Regions from separate parts of the Sander lucioperca genome. Here region 1 is linked to region 2. Evidence: chromatin contacts called from public Hi-C data. All regions are on one chromosome and are shown on one strand. The core of a region is the stretch at or near the end of the contact, and the rest is flanking DNA. Distances in the headings are between cores, read along the strand shown. Region 1 holds the start of trip4 (activating signal cointegrator 1). Region 2 holds the start of gramd2aa (GRAM domain-containing protein 2A).

The links. Hi-C and Micro-C count contacts between places; a contact is called where the count stands out from the background.
Region 1: a contact with region 2 is called in a Hi-C map of muscle, with 4 times the contacts expected there. The contact joins the promoter of trip4 here to the promoter of gramd2aa in region 2. A contact is called at or near these places in 2 of 2 Hi-C or Micro-C datasets (liver and muscle).

What each region holds. Positions count from the first base shown.
Region 1 is chr3:42,084,060-42,089,125 of SLUC_FBN_1.2, forward strand. trip4 (activating signal cointegrator 1) reads right to left here and starts at 3,672. Exons shown (of 13, transcript XM_031290044.2): 1 at 3,593-3,672; 2 at 1,591-1,772; 3 at 924-1,054; 4 at 567-785; 5 at 404-482; 6 at 194-299; 7 at 1-65. The coding sequence starts at 3,672. It overlaps LOC116043461 (neuronal acetylcholine receptor subunit alpha-7-like), which reads right to left. Exons shown (of 10, transcript XM_031290147.2): 10 at 4,715-5,066.
Region 2 is chr3:41,904,004-41,908,841 of SLUC_FBN_1.2, forward strand. It overlaps gramd2aa (GRAM domain-containing protein 2A), which reads right to left and starts at 3,442. Exons shown (of 13, transcript XR_004896970.1): 1 at 3,127-3,442.

The DNA of each region.
Region 1 (5,066 bases), core at 2,422-4,921, 180 kb after region 2:
ACCACTGATTGGATTCAGTGGCAAAGTAATCCGACTCATCATCCAGAACCTGCGTTCTCCTGACACTGGAGATTAAAGGGACAGCATATAAAAAAAGGTAGTGTTGTCAATACGTTTCAGGATTATCTTCTGCAGTAGTCAAAAATGTCCGGTTAAAGTGTTGACACTGCACACCAAGTGTGTTTTATGATACCTATTCTTGTCATATTCCAGCAGTTTGTCTTTGTGCTGGACAGCCTTCTCCAAGCCGGCCTTCATCTGTGCCTCTTGGTGTGGGAGATAATCTCTTTCTCCACCGTCTGTCACCAAAATAAAAAAAATAAAAACATATTCATAGCATTGATCCACGTCATTATTTCATAGATTTTAGTATTTCAAAATTCGGACTAGTTTTGACTCGCACCTCCCATAAGCTTCTTTCTGAGTTTCTGGCTTTTGTTGGAGTCTCGTTGCAGGATCTCCTGCTCCTCTCTTGTGCAGACCTGAATCAGAGAAAACATGTGAGTAAAGAATTCTAAAATAGAAAATAAGGATTGTCAGCACCACAAGTAAAAACTCTTACGTACCAGACTTCCACAGAAGAGGCAGGGTCCGGAGCCCTCTTGCTCACACACGATACGACCACAGCTGATGCAGTTGTTGATAAGTTTGTGCTTTTGGGCAAGGCACTCACACGCGTGCCGCCCTGGGAGTAAGATAGACAGCTTGTCTTGTCCCTCTTTAGCATAGAGACTGACAAACTTACTTTTCTTCTTTGTTGAAGAAGTACTACTGTTTTCGTGGGCCTGAGAAGGTAGGAAATGAAGAGATGAAACAAGACGAGGGAGGAAGGAAACAGATGAGCACTGCAACAAAAATGAAATGGACCATCTACATATGAACTTCACGTCACGGAACAAATGTTTGGGCCAATGTGTACTCACCCTCATCAGATCAATGGGTGTTTTGACTGCCTCTGGCTCAGGTTCTGTTTGGCTCACAGTCATCAGCTCCTGTTTGTTACGGCCCTTGCGTTTAGACTTCTTCTGGGTATCTTTGGACATGTCTTGTGAATCTAGACAAGTAGAACAAATTACCTTCAACAGAGAATGTGGATAACGCATTTGAGAGAAACTTTGATATTTCATATATATATATATATATATATATATATATATATATATATATATATATATACATACATACATACATACATTTTGGTAACACTTTACTTGAAGGTATCTACATAAGAGTGACATGACACTGTCATGAACACATGAACCCTAAACCTAACTCTAACCATAACTTGTCATGACAAAAACCGAATGACACTTACTAGAAGAAGCGTTATGTCATAAACTAGTTGTGCCGATGGACAATATCATCGTCCATCGTGATGGCTGGCTGACATCACGATGGAGAGCCACCATCATGATGCCACGCCACCCCACCCTGTCAGACACAAGCTAATCCTAGTCGCGGGCGCTGGACGGGAAATTGACAAGTGCGTCGGTCTTAAACTAGTATTATCAAGTTGGCTGGGAGGAATTTTATGTCCAATCTAAATCAAAATACATTCAGTGGGCAGACGTCAGACATGTATTGGCCTACCTGGTGAAGAAAAGGATTCCTTGTGAAGGATAAGACCTGAGGTATCTGTGGCCTGTCTTTGAGTCTTCTTCCATCTGCTGAGGAACTCATTTATAAACTGTCCTTTTCTCCCATCGGTGCCCTGTAGGAGGTCTCCCACATACTCCTCGATCTCGTCAGCATTTCCGATGGATAGAATGTATCTAGAAAGCAGGATGACACAATTACCATTTCATTTAATAACATTTATTGTCAATGTGGATGTTAAACATTAAAGACCAAAAGAAGAAATACCTACACACTGCTTCTTTATGTACATGTGTGGCCTCCAGCAATGTGTAGTGTTCTGCTAGTTCATTACTTCATTAATATTCAAGGGTTTTGCTAAGCATACTTTACCGTTTAGGATTTTTTCACAACAATTTAGGGTACTTCAAGGCCTGATATGAACTGTACTTTTTCTCTCTTTCTTTTTGATAAAGAAGTTCCTTAAGAGTTTTTGCATGTTTGCTTTTAATGTGTAGACATTTGTACAAAAGAGCACCATTTATGAATATATTGCCCATAATTTTACTTATCTAATTAGGAAATAAATATGTCTTCTCATCACAAACCATTAGGGCTGGGCGATATGGAGAAAATCAAATATCACAATATTTTTGACCAAATACCTCGATATCGATACCGCCGACTATTGGGGCTTTCACAAACTATTTACACAATAAGACTTTTGATAAATAATCATCAGTAATGTGGATATAATGACTAAGTGATAGAATAGAACAGTTACAACAGTCTAGTAAGTTCAGAAAATGACATCACTTTACTGTAATGCAGCCTTTAAAACCAGTAAAAGACAACACATATTAGTTATGATTATTATTATTATTATTATTATTAGCATTATTAGGATATTACGATATCCAAAATCTAAGACGATATCTAGTCTCATATCACGATATCGATATAATATCGATATATTGCCCAGCTCTACAAACCATCTATACAGGTTTGCTCACACTTTCACCTTTACTTGAAAAACATCTGGTTTAAACAATGTCAATAATGTCTACATAGAAAAAAATAAAAATAAAGAACCCGGAACAAACCAGCAGTGTGTGTGTCTATATTTTGTTATATATATTTATAACCTATAATAACTAACCAGCACCTGCAAATAACACAAGGTGTTTTTGTGCCTCTGAGAAATGACCAGGCCATTTATTTCAAATGTTTTCCCTTATTCAACATTTTGAATAATGTTTCCTAGCCTTTTAAATCATTACAAAAGTCACTTACAAAACTTAATCTGATCATTTACATGAATAAAAATTATACATAAACAAATGAATGAATATAAAATTAAAATAGATTTGAAAAAAATAAAAGGAAACATTAATAAATAATGGAAAATGCAATAGGAAATAATAAGGGATTACAAAAGGAGAAAACAAGCAAATAAAAACACAAATATTAATTTATGTCACATTTTATCAATACATTAATGGCTACGTTTATTTTGCATTTTTGTATGTATATATATATTTTTTTTTTTTTAAATAATAATAATAACAAAATGGATACAAAGTTACATCACCCAGGATGTGTCACCTCGAAAAATGCGATAAGGGAATTAGTTAGGGAATAAAAGCAATGATATCCGTGAGCTAACGATAATACATAGCTAGCATATAAGACACCTATCAAACGGTCTAACGTTACGTTAACGTCATGCTACTGTAATAAGTTAAGGACACGCACGCACGCACGCACGCACGCACGCACACACACACACACACACACACACACACACACACACACACACACACACACACACACACACACACACACACACACACACACACACGATCGATTTAGACACTGGAAAACTTAAACGCAGTAACGTTGACGTTACATCACAGTACAGCACAGCCAAGCTATCAGATGTTAGCTTGTTGGCAGACTGTCTATGCTCAGCACTAAAACTGTCAGATTTATGCTAACTAGCGTTAAAATTACTTACTGAACGATGTCTTCACATGCCTCTAACCCAAACTTGTGGTGTAGCTGGTCCACACACCACTTCAACAAAGCCTCTGACATTTTACCAACTAAAACTACTTTAACTCAAAGCTCAAACCAAAGGTATCGGTTGTGGCGTGTCAAACCAAACCTGAATCATGAATGCGTTTCCAGTCGGCGACATAACACAGGCACACACACACACACACAAAGTAACTGCGTGGCATCGGAGAATCCCATCCGGAAACAACCCGTGCTGTGGAGTAGGGTTCCTGCCAAATAGGTTAGTACGACTTCAAACAGAAGCGAGCCGTTATGTTGTCAGGGATCGAAGATACATTATAAATATCTATATCCAGTTAGTCTCAACTGTTCATGAAACTATAAACCATTTTGATCAGTGTAGGTGCGTAATTGGGTGTAACTGTTAATTTCCGTCACTAGGTGGCAGTTTTGTAATGCAGTGAAATACAGTCGCCATCAGCTAGTACTTTACAATAATGTTTAATTAAGTACCAAATTACTTCTTACATAATAAGGTGGACGTCGAAATAGATAATGCTAGCTAGCATTTGCCCATTTTAAAGTCCAGCCTAAAATAAAATGCATATAGGCTAAATATAGTAGCATCAATTACAAATGCAACAGCAAGAACTGATTGATTTTTTTTTAATTTTTGTATTTACATTAAGGGGAAACACTGTGCTACATCTTCATTTCAACATGTACATTGTACAGGTGCACCTCTTTTTGGTAGAATTTTTCTTTTTACAACTGTAGTTGTACTGTAGTCCTATTTGTTGTTTAAATATCTGGAATTTGCTTTTGACATTTGTGGAATGGGTCAAGTGATGTGCGCTCTAATTGCTTAACTATTGATTTCTTGTCTCGAGGCTATATTTTCTGTAACTGGTTGGAACAACTTCCTTTTTCAGTGCAATTCAGTTTTTACAAAATTAGATGTAGGCATTCTGATGACTCATCACACAAATATACAGGAGCTGTACTGCAGCATTTTTGTGTTTTATTTATCCAGAGTAGTATTTATATAGCACATTTCATACATAGTAAAATGACAATGTGCTTTACATATTGTCTGATTAAATTTGACAGTGCAAAGGTCAATGTTATCATTTGTATGTAGATGGAGCAGCAGTGTATAGTTATACTGGTATACAAAACATAGTTCTGTATAGCAAGAGAACATTTTTATATGTTGTCCCCATTTTCAAATAGAAAAAATATATTTATTTGTGAAATGTCAAAGTACAACAAAAACATCATACAAAATTATTTTGACCTTACAGTTTTCTTTAATTAATAAAATAAAAATAAGCAACAATCAATAAGTAAGACCAAGGAAGAACATCGTTATGCGTATGACAATAATTTGTATAGGAAAAGCAACTTACAACGTCACATAACTGTTTTGGATATATGCTTATTAATGTGATACCACAAATACATTTCAATAC
Region 2 (4,838 bases), core at 2,192-4,691:
TAATTTGTTGATTAATTAGTATTATTAATCTGAGTCTGCAAAGTACCTAGTAACTAAAGTGTAAACTGTAATTTCAATTTAGTGACGTTAAAAGTAGAAGGAGAAGGACAAGTAAAGTAGCAGAAAATGGAAATACTCAAGTACCTCAAAACTGCACTTAAATAGCCTACATGAGTAAACATGTTACATTCCACCACTGGTGGTATGTATCCATCTTTTTTTCAACAGGTCATATACACTTCTAGTCTGGGAATTTGTGAATTATTTATCTCTAAAAGTGTATACAAATAAGAACTTAAAGGTACAATATGTAACATTTCTGCATAAAAATGTCTAAAAACGACCATACCTATGTTATATATATTTTTTCAGTTGTGTACTTACACTATCCCAAATGTTTCCACCAAATGTCAAACCCAGAGAAATCTGTTATTTTATTTCTGACACGGAACGTTTCCTTTAGTCGCCTGTCAGTGGCGTTACGTCATATAACCTTTCACCCTCTAATTACTCGTAACTTCCGTCAAAACACTGGCACCCAGATGATACGTTTGAGAGTACAATGTCACAGAAAAAAATACTCGTAACCATAATACTGCTTTTTCTGCCACAAGGCATCATTTTGTGATAAATTACATGCCACTTTGCAACACAGTAATACAGCAGAGATCTTATTTATTGATACATATCAATATCGATCCAGCGTAACGTTACTACAATGTGCTGGTTGACAAGTAGCTAACGTTAATGCTAATGCTTGGTGGATAACATTATAGGGTTACAACATTGTTCAACACGCTCATAAAGTTATTAGTAGTATGATTGTTTTGACCACGGATAAAAGCTGCACTGGGCTAACCTACGAATGAGTTCACCAGTAACGTTAGACGACTAATCTAATGCTAATTTAACCAGCTAGCACACGCCGGTCTGTCTGCCTCACTCCCCTGGCGCAAAGAGACTTCATTCGGAATGAGAGCTGACAACAGCCCCGGGACATGTAGCAATAGCTAGTTACCGTTAGCCCCCAGCCAGCTAGCAGCCAAACACTACCATTACAGCAATCCGTACCGGGCCAGCACTTAACTCCAGTGCCGGGTACTAACAACGTTAACGGCAATTTAATGAAGCGTTGGAAAACAGTCACAACAGCAGCTATCCATAACATTAGCTACGTCTCCGTTAGCGCTACCGGTGTTCGTGCCGAAAATCTCCTCCCTGCTGTATTTCTCCCCCCTTCGTGTTTAGCTGTCTTTACAGTTAGCTAAATCGACCCGACAAAAGGTGAGTTAAGCACCAAAATGAATAGTTAAGATTACAGAAAGGTGAAGGGGGAGATCATTGTTCACAACAATGTTCTACTACTGCACAACAGCCATCGAACGTCCTCGCCGTCCCGGAGTTTCCCCTGGCAATCCCCACCCACACCCGTCTCTCAGCCTCGTTGAGTAGCTAGCTAGCGTTACAACAAACCCCGTCCGCCCGTAGTTGAAACCATCCAAAAGGTGAAATTGACATGTGAAATATATTCTGATAGTGTGGTTTTAGCTGTTGGCTAATGTTAGCTTGCTGGCTCACTAGCTAACTGGTCAGCTACCAATACAGATAAAATCAAGAAAAACATAATTATGTTGGGGGAAATGCAGCTATTTTATTAGAAGACACGATTAAATGTTACTAAACGTAACGTGAATAAACTTGAATGCATTCTAACCATAGACTGTATATTATTAATAATATACAATCTATGATTCTAACCAGCGATGGTGTTTAACAATAAAAACTACAACTCCCACAATTCCATGCAACTTCCCAACGTCACCAAAAGTCTGTGTTTACAATCCATTGTTTTGATTGAGCCACTTTCCAACCAGTCATTTTAAAGAGGGTTCCGGCTCTCGAGTTAAACAACAGAAGCACTTTTCAAGTAGGTTGAAAGTTATACTCAGGACGAGTTTGTGTACATGCTGCTGGAAAAATATTCTGACCCCACCCTCACCCCCTTAAAGAGTATAAGCTGTTATGCGACTTAATTTCAATCCAAAATGTTACATACCTGTAAATTATATACTGTACTTTATAGTTTAGACACTTAGACACTGTTTTTAACATGTAAATATTATCACTGTCACATAAAAATCGAAATACGCTGTATACTGTACCAGCTCGAGTATATGTACTTACCAACCTGTTACATTAACCGTTCCATGTTTATTCCAGCACCCTTTGCACTCTGCACTATTGTCCTGTTTACAAATTTGAAATTTACTTGTGTTGTTGTTTTCTATTTCTATATATATATATATATTATGTTTATATATATATATATATAAATGTTTATATATATATAAATGTATATTTATAACTGTACATAGTAGTCAAATGTTAATGTTTTATTGTATGTTTATATTCATGGGTGGATCACGTCCAAACTGCAGGTGTAACAAACTGCAAAAATAATTATAATATGTAAAAGAGAAGAAGTCTGGAAAATCATGATCAAATATCCTGAACTGCTGACAAAGAAGAAAAGATGCAAATGCAGCTAGCTGGTATGCTTGCCCAAAATGACCAACCGTTGTAATGACTTACATCCCTTCTCTTTTTCATTTGTCATTCATCCTGAATGCATGTACCCATTTGATACTCGGAAGCAAAAACCCTCAAAATGCAAACTCGAACTGGACGTCCTAACTGCTAATGTAAAAAACAAACATAAGAAAATATCACTTCAGAGTAACATTACATCACATTCGTTTAGCTGTCTTCACAGTGAAATATCTACTTGTATATTTCATTCTTATATTGTAATTAATATATATTTTCATTTATTTCTTATTTTTTTAAATTTTAAGTGTTTTTCCGCAGAGATATACACTGAATGTAAAAAAAAACATATCATGAGGGACATTTCCGTAACGATAAAGTTACTTTTCCATTCACATCCCATGTAGCCCAGTTCAAAAATCCCTCTCATTCTCTCCATATTCTGCTCTGTGATTGGTTGAGATGGAAGAAGAGCCATTAACTAAGAATCCATTACTTTTACCTGGATTCACCTCAACAGTGTAACTCATGACAAGCATGCCAAACATTCAGTGTACTTTCTGTGTGGTGTTGACTGACCTGGCTCTGCTGGCTGCTATCCTCTGACCGCAGTTGCCATGAGGGTGGCGGAGGTGGGGGAGCTGGTAGTATCTGTCCTGGCCTGGGGCCTCGTCGGCGGGCAGGGCCTTAGGGCTGGCAGCGTAGATAGTGCATCCCATGAACACCTCCTGGAAGTCACCCTCAGTGTCCTACAGCAAGCGAAGAGGAGCCGTTCTCGAGGTATCCTTCCTCCGAGCGGCCTGTCCTGATGCCAGCCAGCTGCTCTGCGCAAAAGCCATTGGCTCAGCACATTGCTATCTTAACCCCTCCTTCCCTCTGAATCTCTCCTCCAGGCAGCCTTGTTCTCTCTCTCTCTGGCCCTCCTCCCTCTGCCGAGCTGAGAGCATCAGGGATAATCAGATTTCCCATTTACACTCAACAAAATCATCCCTAGCGTAATCGCTCCCTGTCACTGATGTTGCATTATGCTAATGCACACAGCGCACTGTCAGTGCAGGAGCATTAGGGGCAGTTAAAAATACCCTAACTGACTGATAGGAGTGAATGCCGCAGCAGATGCAGATACAGTTTCTACAGTGTGTATGTTAAAATTAACAGTTAGTTAAATACAACTAGGTTTTCAACTAATTTTTGTTGTTTCTATCTATCCAAAGATATTAAATTTAAAATTATATATAGAGCACTGAAAGATCCCCCCCCAGAAATGTTTCAAGACATAAAAATACTTTCCCCCCTCCACACACACACACATAGACACACACGGTTAAACTCTTATTTAAGGGTACCCCATGCCAAGATATACACTATGCTGCAGCAGCAAAGGAGCAGACTGCAAGCTAGTAAACAAGGATGTAAACAATGCCGGATTATGTTTCAGGATTAACATCTGAGAAATCGTACAAAGGTGCAGTGAAGCGTTTCCTGAACAGCATATGTATTAAATCAAATGGCCTATATTGTCTTAAACCAAACCGGCTCAGGTACAGGAATTTAGTCAGCCGTAAAACTCCCTAAAACAGGCTATTTGATTCAGCTGAGACCGACTGTGGCCACTTTAGAGACACTGCTCTCCTGTGGCCAAATGCCACAGTGCAATTTCCATATTCTAATGTGCATTTCTAGCACCATCATAGTCAATTTTAAATATTAATTAAAAAGCAATGTTGGACACTTACTTCCTGCGTTCTGGTGGCTTTAGACTAAAAACATTTAAATCAGTTTACATTACATGTCATTTAGCTGACGCTTTTATCCAAAGTGACTTACAGACTATATATGTCAGAAGTTGTACGGCTCTGGAGCTCTGGAGCAACTATGAGTTAAGTGTCCTGCTCAGAGACACGTTGGTTGATGTATTGCAGTGGGAATCGATCTCCCACACCAAAGGCACGAGTCACATCCACTGCGCCATCACCACCACCGGTTGAATGTCCACGTCTCACTCACAGATGAACCTGTGTGGCAAACTGTTAATTCTTAATTCAAACTCTTAATTTATATGTAAAGTAAAACCTTCTGTAAAGTGAAGTATTACTTTGAAGGTAACACCTGCACAAAGAAGTTGCAGCTGGCATCCTTTGACAGCATTATCTCGATTCCACAGCATCCACAGAGCAGAAGCCATTGAACAGTTCCCAGGACAGATTGTCTCATAAAAAGATTTATTTTTTTCCAGCCCAAATTTACAAAGGCAAGTTACAGAGTATTGTATAAAAAAGAACCATGGCAAT